3 separate regions of the Anser cygnoides genome follow, and regions 2 and 3 are each linked to region 1. The links are chromatin contacts, called in public Hi-C maps. All regions are on one chromosome and are shown on one strand. The core of a region is the stretch at or near the end of the contact, and the rest is flanking DNA. Distances in the headings are between cores, read along the strand shown. Region 1 overlaps COBL (cordon-bleu WH2 repeat protein). Region 2 overlaps GRB10 (growth factor receptor bound protein 10). Region 3 overlaps GRB10 (growth factor receptor bound protein 10).

Region 1 (3,027 bases), core at 322-2,821:
TGTCCCCCTGCCATACTCATGGCCTCAGATTCTGAGCTGCTTTTCTGCTGGAAGTGTTCAGTCTCTGTGTTAAATTGGGAAGTCAGGCTTATAATTAGCATGCAAACTGTATTGGTCTTTTGAAAATACCCTTACCATTATCATTTTAATGAGCTGCCATAAAATATTGCATAATTTTGCCCACTTTTATGCTGTTTAATTTCAAATTAAATTTCTCACATTATACCATTCTGGTATTAAACAGGATTTTGTAATGAAATTTAGTGGTCATTACCAAAACTGAATCTCTGGCTGCAAAAACAGCTCAGTATTAATAACAGATAAAAAGGTTAGCATTACTGGATTTTACAGAAATTGCTACGCTTTTGTGCTGTTTTTATTCATAAAATGAAAAAGACAAAAGTCAAGGATGTCCTTGAATGCTCAGTTGATTGGCGACAGAAAGCTAAATCAGTTGACACAAGAAAGCCACTACAAGGTGAAGGGGCAAGCTCATTTTTCCGTCTGTTTTTATTGAACACACCCTTTGTGAAATGTCATGGTCAAGGGCAGTTAAAAATTAATGTCATTCTAATCTTCTTTAAACACTTTAACTTGTTCAGCTAAATGTGTCAGACAGGAAACTATCCATAAACAAATTTGAGATGTTAAATTACTAAGATAGCTGTGATTTCCTTCTTTTGCAAAATCTCATTACTAGCTGGAATATTATTTCCACTCAAGGAAGTCACTCTACAGCAGCAAATGCTTTCACATGCATTGAAACATGTAGACTACACAAGTCTGCGGATGTTTGTTTTGGCAGAGAATTGAACTTCCTCTGTTTCTCTGAATACAATGTAATCCTCCTCATTTATGTCTTCATTTAGGGGAAAAAAATCAAAAACCTCAGTCACTTCAAATTCATATTTTAAACCACCACAAACTGATTTGCTATTAAGATTGATTTCTCTTCTAGAAATAGCCTGTGAAGTAAAACAAAAAAAGGAAAAAAAAAAAACAAACTCAAAATTTTCTTTTAATGTTTGTGCTTATCTTTTCAGTTAGAGCAATAAATTTGAATAGAACAATTGAGCATTAATTAGAGTTTAAAATACACAGTTGGACCGTAGCTTAATATTTCTTCTGGCAACTTTATGAATGAATTTGATAGGTGTCTGTCATACCTCCTTGAGCCACTAGTGCCTTTAGGAAAGGCCCTGGCATGAGGGTTTTACGTATAATATTTTCTTCCTCCGTATCACATTCAGGATTACAGGCTGGTTGACTAGTCGGTCTGTTGTTCTGTCCCTAAAAATCTGAGAAACGTCATAAGCCAGCTGAAGATCTGAAAAATTTAGTTTGCATCTTTGTCCAATTTTCTGCTAAAAGGATGGGCTGTAATCTAACATGTTAGGGCCAGAAAGTGGATTGCAATCACACAAACATTCTACCAGAAGCAAGGAAAACCATACCCTTTCTGCTGCCACTAAACTACATACCTCTCTGGAGCTTAGGTTTTCCTTTACACTTAGAATTTTCTCCTTCAGAGAAATTCGATGGGAATTTCTAGTGCTTAGAACAGCACCAAATCCTAAGCAACATCCTTACAATTATTCTCAATTTAGAAAAGAGCACACCGGATTTATCTGCAGTATTCGCCTTCCTTGGACAAGCCCCCTCTGTCTGCAAACACACAAAATGGCTGGGAAACATGTTTTGGGCAGTAAGTCAAGTGATAGTTTCATGTCATCATTTCCTGCTCCTCCCTGCAAATTTCCACTCAGTCTAGCTCCTTCCAGGGCTTACAAAGGGCAGCCAGAAAGCCCTACTTCCATGATCTTGAGAAACCAACGAGAAGGTGGAATAGCAAAATGGTATCACGGTGTAGGTTAGACGTGTTACTATGGACTGTAGCATAACACAGCTCTACGCCAAGCCACTCCTCACAAGTATAAGATTTTTATCACCCAAAACGATGAATGGGCTCTGCCACAAACCTTGGTTTGAGAAACCCACCATGGCATTCTGCTTCCTATCCTTGCCTGGAAGTGGCAGCAACACGCAGCTCAGCAGGGCTCGGGGACAGTCTGCTGAACCCTGATGTCCTGGTTAAGGTGGGCACACAGCAAACAGAACAACATACCCGTACCTTTGGTTGACCTACACTGTTCGTTCTTCAAAGAGATGAAAAACTGAAGTGTCATGCAGTCAAATGAACTGGATTTGCATTCCCCTCTCTCTGTTTTTATTACTTTCATGGCTTGACTGTGAATTAACTCAAACAAAAAAAAAGCTTTAGAAAGCAGTGAACAGTTTTTACTAGATTATATCTATTTGTGATGTTTCTCCTTGTTTTCTTATTTGGCTAAAAAATGACCAGAATGCAATTAAACCTGATTTACACAGCATACATTTACTTAGTTAACTTTTCTAGTATATAAATATTTACCTTTCTAATTTAAGATATAAGAAAGGTAGAGTTACAAGTGAAATCTGAAGAGTGATACAAACCCAGTTTCTAAATTAAGCAAGGGTCATTTTTCACTGCTTACTGAATGCCAGTTCTTTAGAAACCTTGCAGCTTAAAATTATCTGTCTATTTAACTTCCCCTAAATACCTTAACCGACAAAGTCTAATAATTACTCAACACATACTTTCTCTTTAATGAGAGTTAAAGCTTACGATGACATCAGCCTGTCCTATTTGTCTGTGACTTGCAAGCCAGATGAAGTTTACTTACTAAATGTTGCAACCCTGCCAAAATTCAGGGCTGCATAGAACAGTATGTTCGGGCCCTGATGTCTTGCCAGATTTCAATGAAGTGCTTGACAGAGACCACATGTGGAGGTCAAGTGATACTATCATGATCTCACCAGATGGTAAATTGTGGTATTATTCCCAAGGCAGGTAGCATAATCTGTTCAGAAACAGTTGGCAGGTGATCCATGAACTCACAGCCAGAAGCAACTGGATTATTGCAAAAGATCAGGAATGTTATTGATGTTGGTGGAAAGACTTTTCCAAGAATTTTTCTTGCACATAAT
Region 2 (3,027 bases), core at 275-2,774, 240 kb before region 1:
CACTTGCTAGCATTGAAAGTAACCCAAAATATGGTTGTAGTGAAAAAGGAAAGTACCTCTTAGCCTCTTCAGGAGTCTTTCAAAAGATATTCTAAATCACTGCAGCAAAACTGGCCTTGTGAAAGTTTTGCACCAACAGAAATGTTTCTATACACAAATAATAGGAGAAGTCCTTTTATATCAGGGTGAGAGTTCTCCATTGACACACAACGCGGTGCTGCACAATGTAAGCTGCTATCAACTCAGAAATTAAATACCTTCACCTCATCTACTTCTACTAATGTATTTATTGAACTCAGTGAGACTTGACTGGTTTGAAATTCCATTTAAATATTGTCACACTGTTTAAGGGAAAAAATCAGTTTCTCTTTCCCTACATTTGTAGATTTTAAAAGGGAGTAACAAAGCAGTTCACATAGAGAAGTAACCGGTTCCTCTGCGCTCTCCTTCATCAATACCCTTACTCAGACATTGTCTCTAAGTAGCATCTCCTGATACAGATGTACGTTCAGAAGACACACAATTGTAGTAGAGATGAAATAAATTATGTAGAAAGCAGAGGTTGCTGCAAGCTCATAAAGGAATGCAGTCACTGTGAATCATGGCCGGTACTGTAAACATTTTTTACATTATTTTTGCTGGAATTTTATTAGTCTCCCCTTCTGCAACGGCTGCCATTTGAACACGGGGAGCTTAGCTCTTGTAAGGCTCTGATTTAGGGACAAAACAAGCCCTTTGCATCAACATCATCCTCAACCATTTTGCTCAACAGGAATCAGTTAGCAACCACAGTTTTTACAGCTGCATGCTAGAGAAAGCTTGAGAAAGAGGCAAAGAGGAGAAATTGATGTGAGCGTGTTTACAGTGCTGTAAAATTTATTTCATCATCTGCAGAGGTACTAGATTGTTTATTTATTTAAGGGATAAAAGTAACATATAGAAAGCTTTCTATAGAAACTTTATAAAGTTCCTTCAGTTCTTTCATTTTAATGGTAATACATCAACATAGCAAAGTCTTTCAACTTAGACCCATTTGGACATCTGTTCGACGGATGAACTGCTAGAGACACTCAAAGCCAGCATCTGCTGTGCAAGCAATTTCCCTGCCCACTCAAAGAGTCCATCATGCCCTCAACCCATCGCACCTCTTGCAGAATTTCCTGCTGTAGTTTAAAATCCTAAAAATTTTTCCTAGACAAAGAGTGAAATTGCTCAAGTGCTATTCCAGGCAAATATGAGAGGGCAATCAGTAACGAAACCTACAGACGCAGCAGCTAGCGCAACCTTGTGCAGAGTACAAAGTTAATTTCTTGTTAGCCAGATTGGCTTTACGTTCCTCTGTATTGCTGTAAATGTTGCAATTAAGTACTGCTCTAAGCTATGTTTAATTAGCCTGTAAGCAAATGCTCATTTGTAACTTGCAGTGTAACGCAGAACTAAATGTTCACTGAGAGCAAAGGGAAATTACACTGAAGGTACATTCGCACAAATATAGCTGGCTGCCTCCTGACAGACTTTGCCTTCTTATTAATATCCTAGAAAATATTAAGAAATGTGTCACACTGTACAAATGGTTAGAAATATACATTCTCCAGCCTTGGAGCTGAACGCAGTACTTTCCTGCCAGCTCCGGCTCACAAGCACTCCAGTCCCTGCGGATGCTAGTCTCTCAGAAGATGAAAGATCTGGATTATGTTTTTCATCTGTTTAGTAAAAAACAAAACACAGGGGGAAAAAAAAACAGACTAGGATGCGAATCATGAAGGATAAGGATGCTCAAAGATAAACAAAAAGTATAAACAACATTTTCACCAAAGAGCATTAGAAACATTAGTGGGATCCGCTTTCAGGAATAAAACCCAACCTCAGTGCCTCCCATGAAACACACAGAGGATGAAATTAATTCTTAAATATATTTAGAATCTTTTAAATGCTACAAGCAGAATGACATTAGCTGCAAACATAACAAGGACATTTTTCAGTCCAACATTATTTGAGTCAGCCTGTCAGAGGACACCCGTTTGACAAGGCTGTAACACAAGAGCCAAGGCTCAGTCCCACTTGGACAGGCTCTATATCGCTTTGCCAAGCTAGACAGCATGTTAAAGAAAAAAGTTCAAAGGTCAGCCATGAAAAACATCCACAGAACAAAGCAGCACGGAACACAGGAAAATACTCTGAGTGCAGTAAATTCGAGGCTTTCCATGTATGATTAGGTGTTGCTGTTCCTGTAACGTTAGCTTTCAACTCGATGTCTAACGGAGAGGAGGGTAATCCTTACATATCCAATGTCTATTTCTTGTCAAGGTGCTCCACAAATCATTTGCAAGGTGTGCTACAGTACTGCAAGCAATTTATCCTCCTATATGTATTTAAAACTCTTAAAAACAACACTAATCTGGAGTTCGGGACAAATTAGTAAAGAATATTCTTAATCTGAAGCATAATAGGTATCTTTCAATGCTAAAACTGTGTACCTCTCTTATCACAGACAACATCTAGTTTGGTTAAGGTCAACTGAGTATTTGGGGAATGGGAAAGGCTGCCAACATCTGTAAAGGTATTTATAAGGTCTGGAAATACTGTGGTTTGTTCGCTTTCTGTGGATTTTAGTAGGCAATAGGGAAAATAAGTGTGACCAGCAACAGTATGACAAGTTACTTAGGAGTAATTAGCTGCTCTTAACAGCTTGCAGGCAAGGACAAGCTCAAAAATGACTCACAGAAGCCCGAGGGCAAATTGTCTGTAAAAATTTAATCTCGCTTTTCTGCTACCAGAATGTTGTTGCTTTGCTTAGAATATTCTTTTCTGTAATCCTTTGCACCTCACTTGTTGATTTCTTTTTTTTTTAAGTAATAATTTTTCCTTAGGGATGGATTGTTCCTATTCTTGTTGCCTATTTTGGCAAGATAGTGGGAAACATGATTTTGGAAGGTGAACGACATGGTGAGCAGAGAAACGTGTGCAAGACTACCCCACAGTAACTTAAGCTTCCCCTGTGGCTGCAGGGCACAGACATTGAAGGCA
Region 3 (3,027 bases), core at 274-2,773, 190 kb before region 1:
CTGCTGCCCACCACTCTGTTGATGCAGCCCAGGACGCAGTTGGCCTTCTGGGCTGCAAGCACACACTGCTGGCTCATGTCGAGCTTTTTGTCCACCAGAACCCCCAAGTCCTTCTCTGCAGGGCTGCTCTCAGTGAGTTCTCCCAGTCTGTGCTCATGTGTAGGACTGCCCCGACACAGATGCAGAACTTTGCTCTTGGACTTGTTGAACCTCATTCGGTTCACCTGTGCCCACATCTCTAGCTTCTCCAGGTAGTATATCACAGAATCACAGAATCATCTAGGTTGGAAGAGACCTCCAAGATCACCTAGTCCAACCTCTGACCTAACACTAACAAGTCATGATACGATACACGTGATATCTGTCTACCTACCCCAGATACAATGGAGACCACTAAGCCTTCTGACTCTGTGTTGGCTACCTTATCCCTTCAGAGCCTCCTCAGGTATTTCAAACCTGGTACAAAGGCTGAAAGCTGAACATCCCAGGCACTAAGAATAAAGCAGAACATCCTCTCAACGCAGTTTTTCTTTGTGCACTTTTCCTGTGAAACTCACCATCTCGGATGTTTGTCAGGTCACTATAATCCTGCAGATGCCGATGCAGTTGAGCACCCTTAGATCCCCCTCCCAAAAACAAGTGCAGATGTCTAATGCACGGATGCAGTTGTGTATTACCCAATGGCTAAGAAGAGCAACAGGTCAACCCAAGAGAAGTAAAGGTTGAACAAGAAGAGCAGTTGTAAGCTATTTGTTGCACACCTAATGTGTTTACAGCTGTCCCAACACATAAAAGTCCCTACTGGAAGGGGAAGTTCCTACCCTGACGGAGTAATGGAGGCGAGATGTGGCTGAGATGCATCTTTGGGGTTTCTCACAGCACCACACACAAACTGTTAACTGGCAAGACCTTATTTCAGAGACGGAGGCTTACAGCTGGCTGCAAACCTCCAACTCTTCAATTAAAACAGATTTTTAACTAGCAATTGCCAGTAACTCACAGGAATAGCATACACCCTCTCCGGTGTAACCTTACAGCTGCACCACAAGAAGTGAGAAGCACAGGCCTTATTCACAACGCTCAAGCCAACGTCACGATATCCTGCAGCAACCTTTTCAGAGGCAGCAGCTCCAGTTGCTAAACCTGGGACGCGACACCCCTGCCTGTCTGAGAAGGTGCAAAGCCCTGCTCACGTCTGCAGAGCTTGCCTGCAACTCGAGCCAAGCGTGGAGCAAAAGGTTTCCTCGGGGCGCTAAGGGCCAGCACAGCCCCGTTGCTAAAGTACAGCGGCAGGCCTGCATAAACAAAACCACACCTGCTACAGCAATGCGGGCAGCCGAGGAAAGGTAAGCACGGCGCGATGTTAAAGAGCTCACGGTAGTTTCACATGACCCTCCAGAATCTATTTATGTCAGTTGTTCAAAGACAAACAATGGCACCTCGCCAGCTGCAGCAGCAATCAGATAGACACAGGAACAAGGTTAAAGGGAAAAAAAAAAAAAAAAGAAGTTATATAATTGCTCCGTGCCAAGCTGCCGAGGCGCAGCCCCGGCTCGGCCTTATTGTCGAGCACAAGGTCGGGGCCCTCAGCAAAGTGGGCACCTGCTTTGGCCCATCACCGTGCCCCTTGCTGAAACAGGGCTCCCAATAAGTCATGTGTTTTCTCCACGGTTTAATCCCCAGGTCCCTCTTCTCTTCCAATAAACACACTCAATATGAAATCACAGCACGTTACTTAGCTTACTGTACCATCCAGCTATTACAGTATTTTTAGAAGCCTGTTGAGGCATTAGCCCTCACTAAGTTGTTTGCATGTACTATTTTCTCTATCAGTCAGCATCTGTAACCAAGGATGATTTAATCAAGTGACTAGCAAGAGTGTTAGAATGATCTGAAGCAAGGTTTATTTTTATAGAGTCTCTTAAAGCAGTTAGCATTTTATACAGCCAAACACACTGGCATTACAGGTTAGATTTCAGTGTCCTTTTGCAAGTCTATATTTTCTGATGCAAAATGCTCCATGGCTGCATCATACCAAGAGCCAAAGTCCATTCATAGAGAGCATTATCTCTGTGTATCAGTAACCCAGACAATCTGGATTAATTTTTCAATCTATAACCAAGCCTTTCAAGGTACACTCCTTCAACTTTGACATAATGTTTGCTGCAATTTAAGCTAGCATGATAAGTGTTTCAGTTTATCAAAGAAAACACTAAATCTGGTATTTAAATCAGAGAACAGGTCAACTGTATACTACAGTAACTGCTGTCTGCACAAGTGCTCTCTAATCACTGCCTTGGCTCCAAGTGATACCGTTCCTGCCTGCAGCTTAGCTCCGTGTTTGCTTGGGATAGCATTTATCAGTACGAGACGTTTTTTGGCTGACCAGTATATTGCTGCTCCTCTCATCCTGGGTTCCTCCAGTAAAGGTTATCTCATCATTCAGGCTAATTTTACTGGTAAATAGGGCTTAGATAGGAGGAAGCAGATCCAAAGTACAAATAATAAAGTATCATCCACACTTCCCTTCTCCCCCTTCTTTGCAAAAAAGGGACCTGAATTTAGCTTAGAGTAGCTTTCTCTAGAAGTCCGGAAATCCCCCTCTCCTGAAGACTTCGACTTTTTTTTTTTTTTTTTTTTTTTTTTAAACTTAAGCAGTAGCTGGAAGTTCAAGAAATTAAGGAAGGCTACACCAGCGGTAACACAGCTTCTCGGAAGCTCCTGGGACTATGTCCAGACCGTGGATGTCCAGACCACCAAGACGACAGTCCCCGGTTTTGGATTTACTGTAGCTGTCTGCAAACCCACACAGCCATGCCCCTGAACAAAAGGTTCAATTGAGCAAGAGTCACGCATGCCCATGCCAGCAATCCCACAGCGACAAATTAAGATCATGACATACTTCTGATGTTTGTACACCGTCCAGCACAACAAAGTCAAGTCAGACATGCTGACGGGTCCCAACGCGGTTCAAGAGACTGTCAACACAGATAGGGCTCAGTTTGCACACAAGCACTCCTACAGCGA

What was found. Hi-C and Micro-C count contacts between places; a contact is called where the count stands out from the background.
Region 2: a Hi-C map of liver shows a contact between it and region 1, with 2.1 times the contacts expected there. The contact joins two enhancer-like sites. A contact is called at or near these places in 2 of 7 Hi-C or Micro-C datasets (both in liver).
Region 3: a Hi-C map of liver shows a contact between it and region 1, with 19 times the contacts expected there. The contact joins two enhancer-like sites. A contact is called at or near these places in 2 of 7 Hi-C or Micro-C datasets (both in liver).

What each region holds. Positions count from the first base shown.
Region 1 is chr2:90,240,545-90,243,571 of Taihu_goose_T2T_genome, forward strand. All of the region lies in intron 9 of COBL (cordon-bleu WH2 repeat protein), which reads right to left. Among named protein-coding and RNA genes, the nearest start is that of COBL, 94 kb to the right of the region's middle. Within about 2 kb of position 1,572, at least 2 of the 3 cell types and tissues checked have open chromatin away from gene starts, as enhancers often do. A contact at or near this core is called in liver, where this site is marked.
Region 2 is chr2:90,003,402-90,006,428 of Taihu_goose_T2T_genome, forward strand. All of the region lies in intron 4 of GRB10 (growth factor receptor bound protein 10), which reads right to left. Among named protein-coding and RNA genes, the nearest start is that of DDC, 52 kb to the left of the region's middle. Within about 2 kb of position 1,525, at least 1 of the 3 cell types and tissues checked has open chromatin away from gene starts, as enhancers often do. A contact at or near this core is called in liver, where this site is marked.
Region 3 is chr2:90,049,513-90,052,539 of Taihu_goose_T2T_genome, forward strand. The region is part of intron 1 of GRB10 (growth factor receptor bound protein 10); the gene reads right to left. Among named protein-coding and RNA genes, the nearest start is that of GRB10, 58 kb to the right of the region's middle. Within about 2 kb of position 1,524, at least 3 of the 3 cell types and tissues checked have open chromatin away from gene starts, as enhancers often do. A contact at or near this core is called in liver, where this site is marked.